4 separate regions of the Sus scrofa genome follow, and all the other regions are linked to region 4. The links are chromatin contacts, called in public HiChIP or PLAC-seq maps. All regions are on one chromosome and are shown on one strand. The core of a region is the stretch at or near the end of the contact, and the rest is flanking DNA. Distances in the headings are between cores, read along the strand shown.

Evidence for each region. HiChIP or PLAC-seq counts read pairs in DNA pulled down with a chosen protein or histone mark.
Region 1: an H3K27ac HiChIP or PLAC-seq map of alveolar macrophages shows a contact between it and region 4. The contact joins two enhancer-like sites. A contact is called at or near these places in 1 of 47 Hi-C or Micro-C datasets (embryonic fibroblasts) and 1 of 2 datasets of contacts at active chromatin or transcription factors (alveolar macrophages).
Region 2: an H3K27ac HiChIP or PLAC-seq map of alveolar macrophages shows a contact between it and region 4. The contact joins two enhancer-like sites. A contact is called at or near these places in 5 of 5 promoter capture datasets (fetal liver, fetal skeletal muscle, liver and 1 more), 15 of 47 Hi-C or Micro-C datasets (alveolar macrophages, blood, embryonic fibroblasts and 11 more) and 2 of 2 datasets of contacts at active chromatin or transcription factors (alveolar macrophages and skeletal muscle).
Region 3: an H3K27ac HiChIP or PLAC-seq map of alveolar macrophages shows a contact between it and region 4. The contact joins two enhancer-like sites. A contact is called at or near these places in 1 of 47 Hi-C or Micro-C datasets (liver) and 1 of 2 datasets of contacts at active chromatin or transcription factors (alveolar macrophages).

Annotation. Positions count from the first base shown.
Region 1 is chr1:167,599,645-167,602,839 of Sscrofa11.1, reverse strand. The region is part of intron 1 of LOC110261987 (a long non-coding RNA gene); the gene reads right to left. Among named protein-coding and RNA genes, the nearest start is that of TLE3, 250 kb to the left of the region's middle. Within about 2 kb of position 1,284, at least 6 of the 83 cell types and tissues checked have an H3K27ac peak or open chromatin away from gene starts, as enhancers often do. A contact at or near this core is called in alveolar macrophages and embryonic fibroblasts, where this site is marked.
Region 2 is chr1:167,304,136-167,307,407 of Sscrofa11.1, reverse strand. No RefSeq gene overlaps it. Among named protein-coding and RNA genes, the nearest start is that of RPLP1, 9.7 kb to the right of the region's middle. Within about 2 kb of position 1,512, at least 26 of the 83 cell types and tissues checked have an H3K27ac peak or open chromatin away from gene starts, as enhancers often do. A contact at or near this core is called in alveolar macrophages, omental adipose tissue and retroperitoneal adipose tissue, where this site is marked.
Region 3 is chr1:167,430,751-167,433,932 of Sscrofa11.1, reverse strand. No RefSeq gene overlaps it. Among named protein-coding and RNA genes, the nearest start is that of RPLP1, 140 kb to the right of the region's middle. Within about 2 kb of position 1,587, at least 17 of the 83 cell types and tissues checked have an H3K27ac peak or open chromatin away from gene starts, as enhancers often do. A contact at or near this core is called in alveolar macrophages, where this site is marked.
Region 4 is chr1:168,218,953-168,221,962 of Sscrofa11.1, reverse strand. The region is part of intron 1 of LOC110262000 (a long non-coding RNA gene); the gene reads left to right. Among named protein-coding and RNA genes, the nearest start is that of UACA, 230 kb to the left of the region's middle. Within about 2 kb of position 1,507, at least 35 of the 83 cell types and tissues checked have an H3K27ac peak or open chromatin away from gene starts, as enhancers often do. A contact at or near this core is called in alveolar macrophages, embryonic fibroblasts, omental adipose tissue and 1 more, where this site is marked.

The DNA of each region.
Region 1 (3,195 bases), core at 35-2,534, 620 kb after region 4:
GATCCTGGCGGGCAGGCCCTGGCAAGATCGTCTCTTCGTGAACTCTCCCCTCCCCCAGCCTTTCCTGTGCTCAGAATTTCACAGGGAAGATTTTTTTTTTTCCTCCCGTCTTGAAAGGTAATCATCTCAAAGAGGTGGTCTGCCAGGCCCCGATGAGCCAGAAGGCTCTCCAGGAGGCCGCCTGGCACCCAGGTTCCCCACTTAGGCAATGAAGGTGATTTAGCAGCAGCCTGCAGCCAAGAGAGCGAAATAAGAATATAGGCAGTTTTTTGATAAAACCAGATTCTGTCTGTGGATCTGGATCGTGGAGGAAAAAGAAGGTTTGCGTGTATAGAGCCAGCAGCTAGTCTAAGGAAAACACTGCCTGTCATCAGCTGTGTACACATCTAAGTGGAGAATCTGTTTCTCATCATGTCTGGCCAAAACGGAAGTTCTCTCCTGTCTGGGATATACTTGATAATCCTGCGTGTACAATTACGAACACCCCATATATTGACAGTTCATCTGTGCAGGAAATTGGATAGAGGTTTTCCCAAGTTTTGCCACAGTCTTAAAATTTAAATGATCTAACAGCAATGAGTTAGGAAGCTAGAAGAAACTTCTCTAAGTGATTAATAATAAAAAGACAAAATCTAGTTGACAATATCAAAGAGAAGACAAAAATATCCTTTTATTTTCCCTACAGAACCTGGTAATACAACTGTTGACATGTAGAGAGGGGGTTGAAGAGTAGGTAGGAAAAAAAGTATCGTAAAAGCATGTCAGGCAGTTAACTATTAAATGTTGTCGGGGGGGGTTCCCCTAATTTTGTCATGTTGGTGGTATTGGTCAGCTTTCTCAGATGTGATTGGTGATGTGTTGTGATTTCTCATTCTAAATAATACTCATACCTAATTTTGTGTTTGGCATTTGGCTTTTTTTTTTTTTTTCCTGAATGAACACCCAGCCAAACTTGGGTCCAATCTGGACAGAGCAGTTGCGACCTGCTGGCAGGTTGGTTGTGGGTCCAAGAGAAGGGTGGTCAACACTGACTTCAGGTTTGTATCTTTCCAAATGTTCAGAGAGTTAAAAAAAAACCTACTTTATGGGATAATGGGAATAACTGTTTTCAAATGCCCTTTACTTGGAAAAGGATACAGCCTGCCCTTTATGCTGACTTCCCCTTACTTTTACATCTGGGATGCTGCTGGTCTGTGAAATCTCACATCGAAGCTGAGTCATGCAGTGTCTGAGCAGGACTGCCCAGCAATGAGCCCTGCAGAGGTGCCTTGGCCAGGAGGGGCTTGGGAAAGAGCTGGCTCTGAGACGCAGACTCAGCTGGGTCAGTTGAGCCATGGAGAGGCCCAGAGCGTACAGCTGGCCCAGAGCAAAGACTGTTTCCCCAGGGCTGGCCCTGCTTGCGGTCCTCCCAGCAGGCCTGACCCCCACTTTCACACCTGCTGCCCTCCAGGCTTCATGCTGGCTGTGTTCAAACACTCCAGGGTTTTTGTTGCTCAAGTTGAATCTCCTTGTTGCCCAAATGCCTTTTGCAGCTTCTCAGCATCTTTGCCCATACTCAAGGTGGTCCCCCGCTCACCCAAGATCTCCGTGTCACCCCAGGTCACGTCCTGGCTGATGCTGACTCATGGCACCACCTGAACCAGACCACTTGCTCCCTATGTTTATTGACAGGTGGGACCATGTGGCAAAGGCATGAAAACCCCCTGCAGCTGCAAGCCACATCCGGGGAGCCTGTGACACCTGGGGAGTCATCATTAGAGCCATTACACTTGTAACTTGCCTTCGCTAATCAAGCTTGCTTTAATTGTTGCTACAAAACCCCTGCGTGTCTTCCAAGCCACACCTAGCTGAAACAAGATGTTCACCCGAGATGTTTTTTAGGAACTTGGAGTCAGCTGTGTCCAATTGGAGCTCAACCCTGTTAAGATTGGTTAGGACCACCGACCCACCAACTGGGCATGCGCTAGTGTCCGCTCCGTGACCTTTTGACGTCAGAGGACGCAAAACTCCACCCCTAAAGCATGCGCACCACCTTCTCTTGAATACGCATTCTGTGAAGAAGCTTGGGGCTTAGTTACACCTGCACGGAGCTACAATCACCTCATCTTTTTCTTACTTTCAATCACCTTTCCCCACGTTCTCCACGCCTCCCACACCAAAGACCATAAATACCCCTCACCCTCTGGAAGGCAGAGCTGGGACTTACTCTTCAGGCTCTTTTTTTTTTTTTTTTTTTTGCCTCAAAAGGAAAGAAAACCCTTTCTTCTCAAATCTCGGTTATTGGGCTGGCTGCTTGTAGGGAAAATGAACTTTAAGTAACACTCTGAACTCCTTCCTCTCGTCTCCTGGCTTTTTTGCCTCCAAAAAACCCCCTTTTCCTGCCTAAATCTCGGCCACTGGGATAGTTGCTTGTAGGGAAAACGAGCTTTCTTTAGTAAAGAGAAATGCTCTGAACTTTCTCTGCCCTTCTACTCGAAAGAATCAACTGTAGGTCACCTTGGAAGACAAATCCAGCCTGTTTAAAGTTAGCCTTAGTTGCTCTTAATTCTTTCTGCTTCTCAAACACATGGGCAGCCACCCAAAGAGGCCTGTGGACCTTAAGGGTGCTTCAGGTCCCTCGGCACAAGGCAGCCCCACGCCCTTGGGCTCCCCTGTGCAGGAGGAAGCCACCTAAGTTAGGTTTAACTAGGGTGAAACAGGGTGGCAAATGCTTCTGCGGTACTTATTTCTGTGTCAGGCTATTCTAAGTGCTGGAATAGTGTCCCTAATCCTCTCCACAACCCTGTGATGCTCCCCAACTTCTAGAGGGGAAAACTGAGGGTAGCTCTCATTTAAAGTTGACTTTGTGCCACTCTTGGCACCGACTTCTCACCTGGGCTAATGCAGAGTCTGAGACCACTGTGCAGATGAGCGAGAAGCACTGAGCTCCTCTCTGTCTCCTTCAACCTGGCTCTTATGTCTGCCATTCCAGGGTGGTGGGAAATTCTGCAGCAGTTCTTTTACCTGCCCTCCCCTTGCCCTGGGGTAACCTCAGTTTTCTGCCCAGGCCTGAGGCAGGTCCCATGGTGAGCACCCCCACATTCTGTGTAGGGCGAGCACCTACAGTCTCGGGCTCCCACGCGCTTTCTGCATCTAAGCTATGTGAAGGGCATGGGTCTTTGCTGGGCAGGAGGCCCTTTGCCCAGGGTCCAGCCT
Region 2 (3,272 bases), core at 263-2,762, 910 kb after region 4:
GGGAAGTAAAACCAGCCCTCTCTATGTTCGTGTTGGCCGCCTGCACACAGCCGGCCCTCGACGGGGCCCATTGTCTCTGGTTCCACCCCCACCCCTAAGTAAAGCAAACCCAACAGCTTGAAAGAACGCAAACAGCTGCGGAGCAAGGAGCAAGCTTCCCACCCATCCCCAGCCAAGGTGAACAGGCTGTGAGTTTGTTGACAGAGAAAAAAGTCATCAATTTTTCATTACCCAGCGAAGGCAACAGAATGTCTTGGGATGTCAACAGTTTCCAGGCAACAAAGAAACCAAATCCACAGTCCCCTCACTTGAAAAGATGTTTCCTTTACAAGCATCAGCTTGGATGGGGAGCCCAGGGAGGGGGGTGGGGTGGAGGTGGGAGGCAGAGGCAAGTGAAACCCCTTGGCACCTGCAATGGCTGATTCAGACATTGAAGGTTTGCAGTTGTCTGCAATGACCCCATTAACAGATCTTGTCAGACGGTGACTCAAGGCCAGGCTCATCTTTGGGGAGGATTCAGGCACAAGAGCAAGTCAGCTGGCGTGGCTTATTCATCTGTTTAGTCAACAAACATTTTTGAGTGCTCTTAGGACCTGTGCTCAGGCCCGGGGGCCCAGTCTAGCTGGGGAGATAAGCAAGAAAACCACTTCCCTCCACCTGAGGGATGAGAAAACCAAGAGCCAGAGAGAAGAAACAACTGTCCCAAGATCACAGGGCCACCTAGGGGCCGAGCTGTCCTTGAAGCCCCCGCCCAGGTTCTTTGCAGCTGTGCCAAGGTCCCCAACCTACAGGTCCCCAGAGGATGCTGGCACAGACACAGTCTCATCCAGAACTAACATGGCAAGCTTTTTAGAACCCTCGGCCAAAGCAGCCAGATACTGAATCTAAAAACCAAAAGAAGGACTTCCCGTCATGGTTCAGAGGTTATCTATCGAACCTGACTAGCATCCATGAGGACGGGGGATCGATCCCTGCCCTCGCTTAGTGGGTTAAGGATCCAGCATTGCCATGAGCTGTGGTGTAGGTCGCAGACACAGCTCAGATCCTGCATTGCTGTGGCTGTGGTGTAGGCTGGTGACTCCAGCTCTGATTAGACCCCTCGCCTGGGAACCTCCATATGCTGAGGGTGCAGCCCCAAAAAACAAAAAGACCAAAAAAAAAAAAAAATGAAAAGGAGATCATGAGACTCTCGTGGTGCAGTCAATGATTGTTATTTTAACTCTAAAATAGGTGGTTCTAACCAAAACAGAAAAGGCTGGCCCTTTCCAGAGCACTTTGGCAGGCCTAGAGCTCCCAGGTTGTCTCCTCGTGTTTGCGTTAACGTTTCCCAGTGAATGTCAATGGAGACTCAAGAATAAGTCAACACAGGTCCTCACGGTAAATGGCAAGCCTTGTTAGCAGAGTAAACCGTGTGCTTAGCCTGTCTTAAAAGAATCTTTGCTGAGTAAACAGAAGGAAGGCTTTACTTGAGAGTACACAGAGCCAGGAGCTGAGGTGTGCGGGAGGGTGGAAGGCAATAACTCCACCGGCTCAGCCTGGAGGTGCCCTGGGAGGGGGCTGGGATTGGCTGCGTGTGAAGGAGAAGCGACTTTGCAAGCCCTGCAGGCCAGAAGGGGCATGGGGTAGGGGGCCCAGAGGGGTCACAGGACTTACTGTCACACAACCAGCTAAAGCAGAACCGGACCTCTCACCTAACAGCCCCCAAGGAACCAACTCTCTTAGTGAGGAGGCAAAAGCCAGACTCTGCAAAAACCCTCAGAAAGGAGAATCTGAGGGTCCATCTCATTTGCTCTGAGGTGTCAAGGAATGGATGTCTTTAACTTTCCCAGGACAATTTTTATATTTAAAGACAACGTCAAGGAAGTGAAGCCCTAGCGAAGACGGCAGTGGGGAAATATTTTTGGTCCAAATAGGTGACCAACTTTCCGTCTCCAAATGGTAACATTGACTCAATATTATCCTTAGTGGTAGTGGCTAAGGAAACAAACCTTAATAGCTTCTGGTCCTTTGCCCACACCTCACAACTTCCTTGATGGCCTTATTTACATGAGCTACTCATTTTCCCAAGTTAAAAAAAAAAAAAATTGGGGTCTGAAATCTGTGACTCATAAACTTGTTAGGCTGAAAAGCCCAAGTGCCACCATTGACTTAAAATCATCTTTACACACACACACACACACACACACACACACACACCTTGAAACATTCCACTTTTTGTTTAATTTATGGATTCCTTTCCTCTTTCTTGAAAGAGTACGAGAGCATAGATCAAAGTACAAGTATGCAGTGAAGTCATTATAAGAGCCACAGAAAAAAATTTTTTTAATCAGTACCAAGAAAAGGATGAGGAAGCACATCTATTATCCATTTAGATCAATTTAATAGCAGAGATTGGGCATCAAGCCTGGTGCTGTTTCTCCGCAGCTAAGGCAGAGAGGCGAGCATGATAAGTCACAGAGCTCTTGTTATTATAAAGGAGGCATGGTTACCAACTCCCTGGAGGACACCAGTTTTCTCCTGGTCCTAAATTTAAAAGAATTTTTCACCTAAGACCTTATTTAGGAGACAGTAACAACACAACAGCCTTCACAATTTTTATGGCAAAAGCAGAAGTGGTTTTCATGTGGCTGTTTCTTCCAGCAACCTTGGAGGAAAGCCAAGGGTAACACCACATTGCCCAGCAGCCCAGTAATATTCTTCTCTGTTTTTAGACAAGAAATGAACTTGATCAGATTAAGAGGAGAAGTCAGGGAGTTCCCACTATGGCATAATGTGATCAGCAGTGTCTGTCTCTGGAACCCCAGAACACAGGTACGACCCCTGGCCTGGCACAGTGGGTTAAAGGTTACCACGGCAGCAGCTCAGATCTGAGCTCTGGCCCAGGAATTCCATTTGCCTCGGGTGCAGCCAAAAAAGAAAAAAAAAAAAAAAAAAAAAAAAGGAAAAGTCAAATGTGCTAAATAAATTACACAGGAAGCAAGACCATATGAAAACGTACTTGGTTTCCTCTTGACTGGGTCACTACTGGGCACATAAACATGACTTTTATTTCAAACGTGTGGACTGTAGTTCCATTGTAGCTCAGCGGTAACAAACTTGACTGGTATCCATGAGGATGCAGGTTTGATCCATGGCCTCGCTTAGTGGGTTAAGGATCCAGCATTGTTCTGTGGTGTGGGTCACAGATGCGGCTCGGATCCTGTGTTGCTGTGGCTGTGGTGTAGGTCACAGACATAGTTTGAATCTGGTGTTGGTGTGGCTCTGGTGTAGGC
Region 3 (3,182 bases), core at 338-2,837, 790 kb after region 4:
TCTTTCAGGAGTTGTTAGCAGTTTCCTCCCCTGGTTTCTGCAGGCCTTCTCTCCTGTGACTAGCCCCCGGTGACTGTATGACCCCTGTGGCTCTCCCACTCCCTGAAAACCCCTTAGAAAGTGGTCCCTTTGTGAATAAATCCTCCTCAAGGGAGAAAGTCTTGGGTGGTCAGTCTTGGAAGACTGACCCATGACAGGCATCAGTGGTCCTATGGGGCCAGGGGTGAATGAACAAAGGGACCAAGGGAAGAGGCAGGCCTTGGAAAGTTTGTCTGGGGGGAATGAGAAGTTTAGACAGATGAGAAGAAGATGGGAGGGGGCATTTTAATCAAAAGCTGGTGTAAAGGTGGCCATGATGGTGGCAGACACTGGTCAGTGATGTGACCTTGGGAGGGAGGGAAGGAGGGACCTGGCTGGAAAAGCTGATGAAAGCCAAACTGCAGAGAGATTAAAGGCCAAAGTGAAGCTTGTGACTTTACTCTAGGGGCAGCAGGAGACATCAAATTGTTCTAGAGCAGGGGCATGGCCCAGTTGCACCAAGCCATGTTGGGAATGATAATCTGGCAGTGGGGAGTGGACTGCAGTGTTTCCAACAGGGTAGCCCTATGCACAGGGCACAAAGCATGATGCCAGAGTGATGCATTCACCCCGTCTCTCCTGAGCAGTGAGGCAGAGGCAGCATGGGTGTTATCCCCCAAACAATCTCACACTCACGCCAGCATCAAAAGAGCACAGAGTGGAGCCACTGCGTCCTGAAGATGGAAGCGAAAATGTATTCTTGGAAGAGAGCGCCCCTCAAAGCTGTCCACCCACATCCCCCAGAATAAGGGGTAGGCAATCTGTTTACAGTGGCATCTGATTGAAAATGCTCCTGAGGCCAAGAGGACCTAAAAGAATACCTCTCTTCTTGAGTGCGTGAGAACAGCCCAATGGGGGTGGGGCAATCTGTCTCAGAATGGGCCCAACATGGGGACAGAAACAGTAGCCCCCAGCGGGATGCTGTTTCAGAGTTGCCAGCAAAGCGGCCCAGGAATATCCCCAGCCAAACCCACAGAGCTCTCTTTAGCCTTCTGCTTAGTTCTTCGCTAAACAGGAACTCCCTCGGTGATGGGGGCCAGTCTCTAAGAGGTCCTGTCCCTGGCAAGGTGTGGACATATTTGGAGCAGAAGGAATCCAAGGGCTCTGATCTCTTGAGACAAGAAAGACCCAGTAAGCTAGGAAAGTTAAAAAGGAGGCAGATGCCAGAGGCAGTGGCCTCTCAAACTGCTGGCAAACACATTTGCTCAGGATTACATTTCCTCCTTGAAATGGTTTGCTTTTAGTCCCAGATGGGCCTGAGAAAGGGCCCTCCTTCCTCAGGATCCTCTTCCCTGACCATCCCCTGGTGACATGAGGGTCATTATAGTGTTCCCAGGGGGTCACGATGGTTGCACAGACCAGGGAGAAAGCAGTAGGAGAGTTTGGATGAAGCCAGGAGGGGGCAAGATCCAAGCTCTGGGACATTCGAATATTCAGAGATCCAGGAGGAAGTGATGGAGCCAGAAGAGGAGGAGGAATCAGTGAGTTAGAAGGAAAGCCAGCAAGCGTGTGTCACACAAGCCAGGCACAAAGAAGGAGGAAGTGGTCAGACGCCTCCCATCCTTTTGTGGGGGTGGGGCATTATCATGACGACAGCTGTGGAGGCCATGGGTGATCTCGACACGAGCAGTTTCAGAGGAATGGAGGAAACCCAAGGCTGATTTCAGCATCTCACCTACCTTCAGAGGGAGATAGGTTTATCCCATCCTATAGATAAGGAAGCTGAAGTGGAGACAGATGATCTGACTTACCCAAAGCCTTGTGACCCATTACCAAGTTTCTGATCAGACTGTTACCCAGATGCCTGTGATCACGGGGCCATCGATGGGATGTCACAGAGGAGGTCAATGAAGATGCTGGTGGTATTAACAATGATGCTGATATTGATGATCTTGGTAACGTTGATGATGATGGTGGTGGGAGCAGTGATGGTGATAGTGGTGGTTTTTCAGATGAGGAAGTTGATAGTGAAGAGGATGTGAAAATTGACTGGTGTGTGGAATCGGACAGATCCAGATCTCTATCCTAGCCAGCCAGGAGCACGTAAACTTTTCAACTACAGAGACTTCATGTTCCTAGCTGTCAACAAAGATGACATTGCTGCTGCAAAGGACTGTTGTGAGACTGACAGATAGGAAAGCACCCTGAAGAACCTAATTCCCAGCAGGCCTTCAATAAATGCTCATTTAATGCATTTGCCTACAGGGCAAACGTGGGGAGTGCAGTTGAATGTCAATGAAGGAGCTTTTCCTTCCCAGATGGGCCTGGCCCTGCCCAATCGAAGTCCACTCCCCAACCAGAGTTAACTTAGCCCTCAAGGTCAATCATGGCCATTTCTGTGGTTGCCTGCTTCCCAGGCTCACCACTCTATGCCCCCACCTTGCTCTAAGGATGCTGCCCAAGGATGCTGGTGGATGAATGCCCAAAAGACTCTATGGGGAAGAGGAGTGGGTATGGGACAAACTTGCCAAGCTTTATTACATATCCTGCTCTCTGGTCTTGTTCAGCTGGGAATGTAGGCTATGAGTTGGACTTTAGAATCAGACGTGCCTGAATTAAGTACCACCCCTCCTTCAAGTCCTTACTCTAATTACACCTTCTCCACAAGACCCACCCTGACCATTCTGTTTATTCCACAACCCCACCAATAAGACCCTCCCTCTCATCCTTAACCTGACTCGATTTTTTCATTCCTTTTTTCATGTTTTTTCTTATTTATTATGTTTGTCTGTCCTCTTCCATTGGACTGTTATTCCAGAGGCCAGAGACTATTACCTGCGTTGACCACTGATGCATGCTCACACCTGGCACATGGGAAGTGCTCACTGAATGTGTGTAGAATAAATGGGTACCAGCTGAGCTCTTAGCAACACAGACACAACAAAGCTTCCTCATTACTGACAGATCCATCTGGCCCTAAAGCCAGGGCCCTTGCATCCCCACAAATTTCCAGTTCTTCCTGGTCACAGCCCCTCCAGTCAATGCCACCCATCACCTCTAGAACCCTTTCATGGTGAAGTCTCACCCTTATTTCAACCCATTGAAGTGTTATGGTGCCAGGTTGCTATGTGAGGAAGACGGAATGTTTCCTGGCCTTCAAAGGA
Region 4 (3,010 bases), core at 258-2,757:
GTTTAGTTATTAAGGCCCTGCTGCCTGGGGTCCAGGGTCCCTGGATTGGAGAGCTGGGAGGTATGGCCAGAACCACAAGCACTCTGCTGCTTAGCACTTGGATGGTCTCATGCCAAGCCTCTTGACCTCTTGGGGCTGCTTGGCTGGCCATGCAGTTCAAGGTTATGTCCACCAGGGGTCAATCTTGTATGGTGCATGGGGCCCTCCAGCCTGAGAGGTACAGGCAGTGAGGATGGGGCCTTGGCACTTGTGTCACGGGGCACTTGTTTCACATGGCTCCTGGAGCTGCAGGTCTGGGACTTGCAGATCTGAATGGTGAACCAACCGTTCTTTCTTGTATTTACTTTCTCCTTGGCACTTCCTAGAGGGCTCCTCATCTCTTTGGCCCTCATCAGGAGACACCATGGAGGAACTGGGTTAGGTGGTTGGGGTCTGGAGAGAATTCTAGGCAGGGAGTTTGAAGACAGTTTGGGTTCCCCCATGTCATCTCTTGCTAATATCCTTGTGGGTTTTATTGCCCTCTGAGCCCTGGTTTCTTCTCCAGTAGAGGAGGATAATAAGGCCTCTCTTGCAGGAGGGGTGTCAAGATCTAGGGCGTTGAGCTGCTGCTTTCCAGCAGGGCTGGCGTCTCTAGATGGAATGACTGGAACGGCTTGTGTTGAAGGTGGAGACATGATACAAAAACAGAAAAAGGACCCAAAACGAGGGCTGTCACAGGATACCCCATGATCCCATGCCAAGTCCTGGAAGCAAGCACAAAGCTGTGAGGAGGTCTGGGTGCTGTAGCCCAGAGAGGGGAGGTCACTGGCTTGATCCATGACAGCCAGGGGGACAAGCTCAGGGCTCACTGGCAGGTGTCTGAGCCGGGCTTTGTGGTCCCCGGAAATGGGCAGCAGATCAGGCACCCAAAGCAGGCGTGTGGAGGAGCCGGGTCATAGCGTGCGGGCGGTCAGGGCTCTGGGACTTCAGATTCAGTTCAGTATGTTTCCTGGGCACCTGCTCTGGCTGTGGGAGCTCATTCACTCGAGGAGACAGATGTTTCCAGAGCAGGGTGGTGAGCAGCAGGTGGTTCCGATTTTTGGTTCAGGCACCAGACCCAGGTCTCAGAGACAGGCTTTTCCTATCACAGTCGCCTGGCCTCCTCCAGGAACCTCATATGTTCACCTTTTATTGTGCAGGGAGAAAGGCAGGTCATCCCAGGGTGCCCTGAAAGAGTTGGTGTCTTTGAACTGGGCCCAGTGGCCCTCCCTTCCCCCGCAGCCTCAGCCCCGCTGTGTCTCAGTAAGTGGGCAGCCATGTACCAACCGGGGTTCTGTTCTTTGGCCCCTAGCTGTGGTGTGGCTGGGGTGCTCTGGGGAGCCTGAGGGCTGTCCCATGGCTGTTCCCTTTCTGGGGGTGGGTCCCAGTGGCCCTGATGGATTGCCCTTTCACCCCCACTGGGTTGCTGTGGTTTCCTCATCAGCAGAAATGACTCCTTACCCACAATTGCATCAGACTTTCCACAGATGGAGTGAATCACGTTGCAAGATGTGGTTTCAGACTGTGCCCTGTATTCTGCTCAGGGCTGGCTGGGCCAGAGGGGTGGGGGCTGGGGCTGACAGTGCTTTGACTTGGACTTGGGAGAGGGAAGCAAAAGCCAGGAGGGCGTTGCCTGGGTGGGGAGGGGTAGGCGTGAGAGGATGCGGAACTCATTCTCACAGGCTGGGGAGGGGGCTGAAGCAAGTGTCCAGCGACCTTGACCGCAACCACATGAGGAACCATATACCTTGCTCCCCCCCCAGCCCCACCACTACCTCCAAGAGGGAAGAAATGAAGAGCACGAGCTGATTCATCCTCTAATGCACTGCAGCGGTGTGGGGGGAGCCAGGGAGCTGAGTTGGTTTCATTTCCTCCTCTTTCTCTATTTTGAACTCCATGGCTTGCTTCCCCCTCAGCTGACATGTCATGGCCATGGGCTGAGGGCTCACAACCTCAAGACCAGTTTCTTTCCTCTCTCTACTTCATAGCCTATAGCTATGGAGGTTTGGTTATTAAGGCCCTGTTGCCTGGGGTTCCAGAGTCCCTGGACTGGAGAGCTGGGAGGTACGGCCAGATCCACAAGCACTCTGTGGCTCGGCACTTGAGCCATCTCATGCCAAGCCTCTTCACCTCTTGGGGCTGCTTGGCTGGCCATGCAGTTCAAGGTTATGGCCAGCCTTGACCTTGTAGGTGTGTGGTACTTTACCAGAAATATGCACAGGGTTCAGGGTTCATGACCTGGGAAGAACACTTGAACTGAAACCTAAGAGGTGTCCCCAGGAGGACAAGGTTGGGAGTGGGTGGAGAGTGGGGTGGGATGGACAATGCATCATGTGCAAGAGGAAAGAGGGATAAGATAACTTGGTCTGTTTAGGGAATGCTCACTAACTCAATATGACTGCAGTAGAAAATGAGCTTATAAGGCAGATTTCTGGGAGGTAAGGTAGGAACAACAAATAGACCTGCATTGTGACATTTGAGGACATTTAGAGGCCTAAAGGTAGCAAGAACATTTCATCTTGAAAACTAACTGTGATGAATTGGTGGTGGCTGCTTGGAGTACTGTATTAAGAAGGATTCTGAGGCTGCATCTGGTTTATTAGGGAAGAGTGCTGGGTTTAGTTGGTGATGTCATCCATAGGCTGGGGAGCTGGGAGTGACAACCCACATGTCACATATTTTCCAGCTTCACTTAGGAGCTGTGGAACAATGGGAAGAGTCTGAGGAGGAAAGTGGTGGGACCAGGAGAGCAGGTGAGGTAGAGACATCGTTCATCGTTGTCTAACGCCATAGAGGAAATAAACGAAAGAGATGAGATTGAACCCAGGTCTGGGTGACAATAAAGTCTCATCCTTAAAAATTCCCTATCTTTTAAGAGAACGATTCCTTTCTCGACCAGAGAAAGCATATTTCAGTGTGAAAGCTCCCTGTTAGTTTGGTCAACAATCTTTCTTCTTGCTGCCTCTTGTTTTCATCTTGCTTCCTGTCTCTT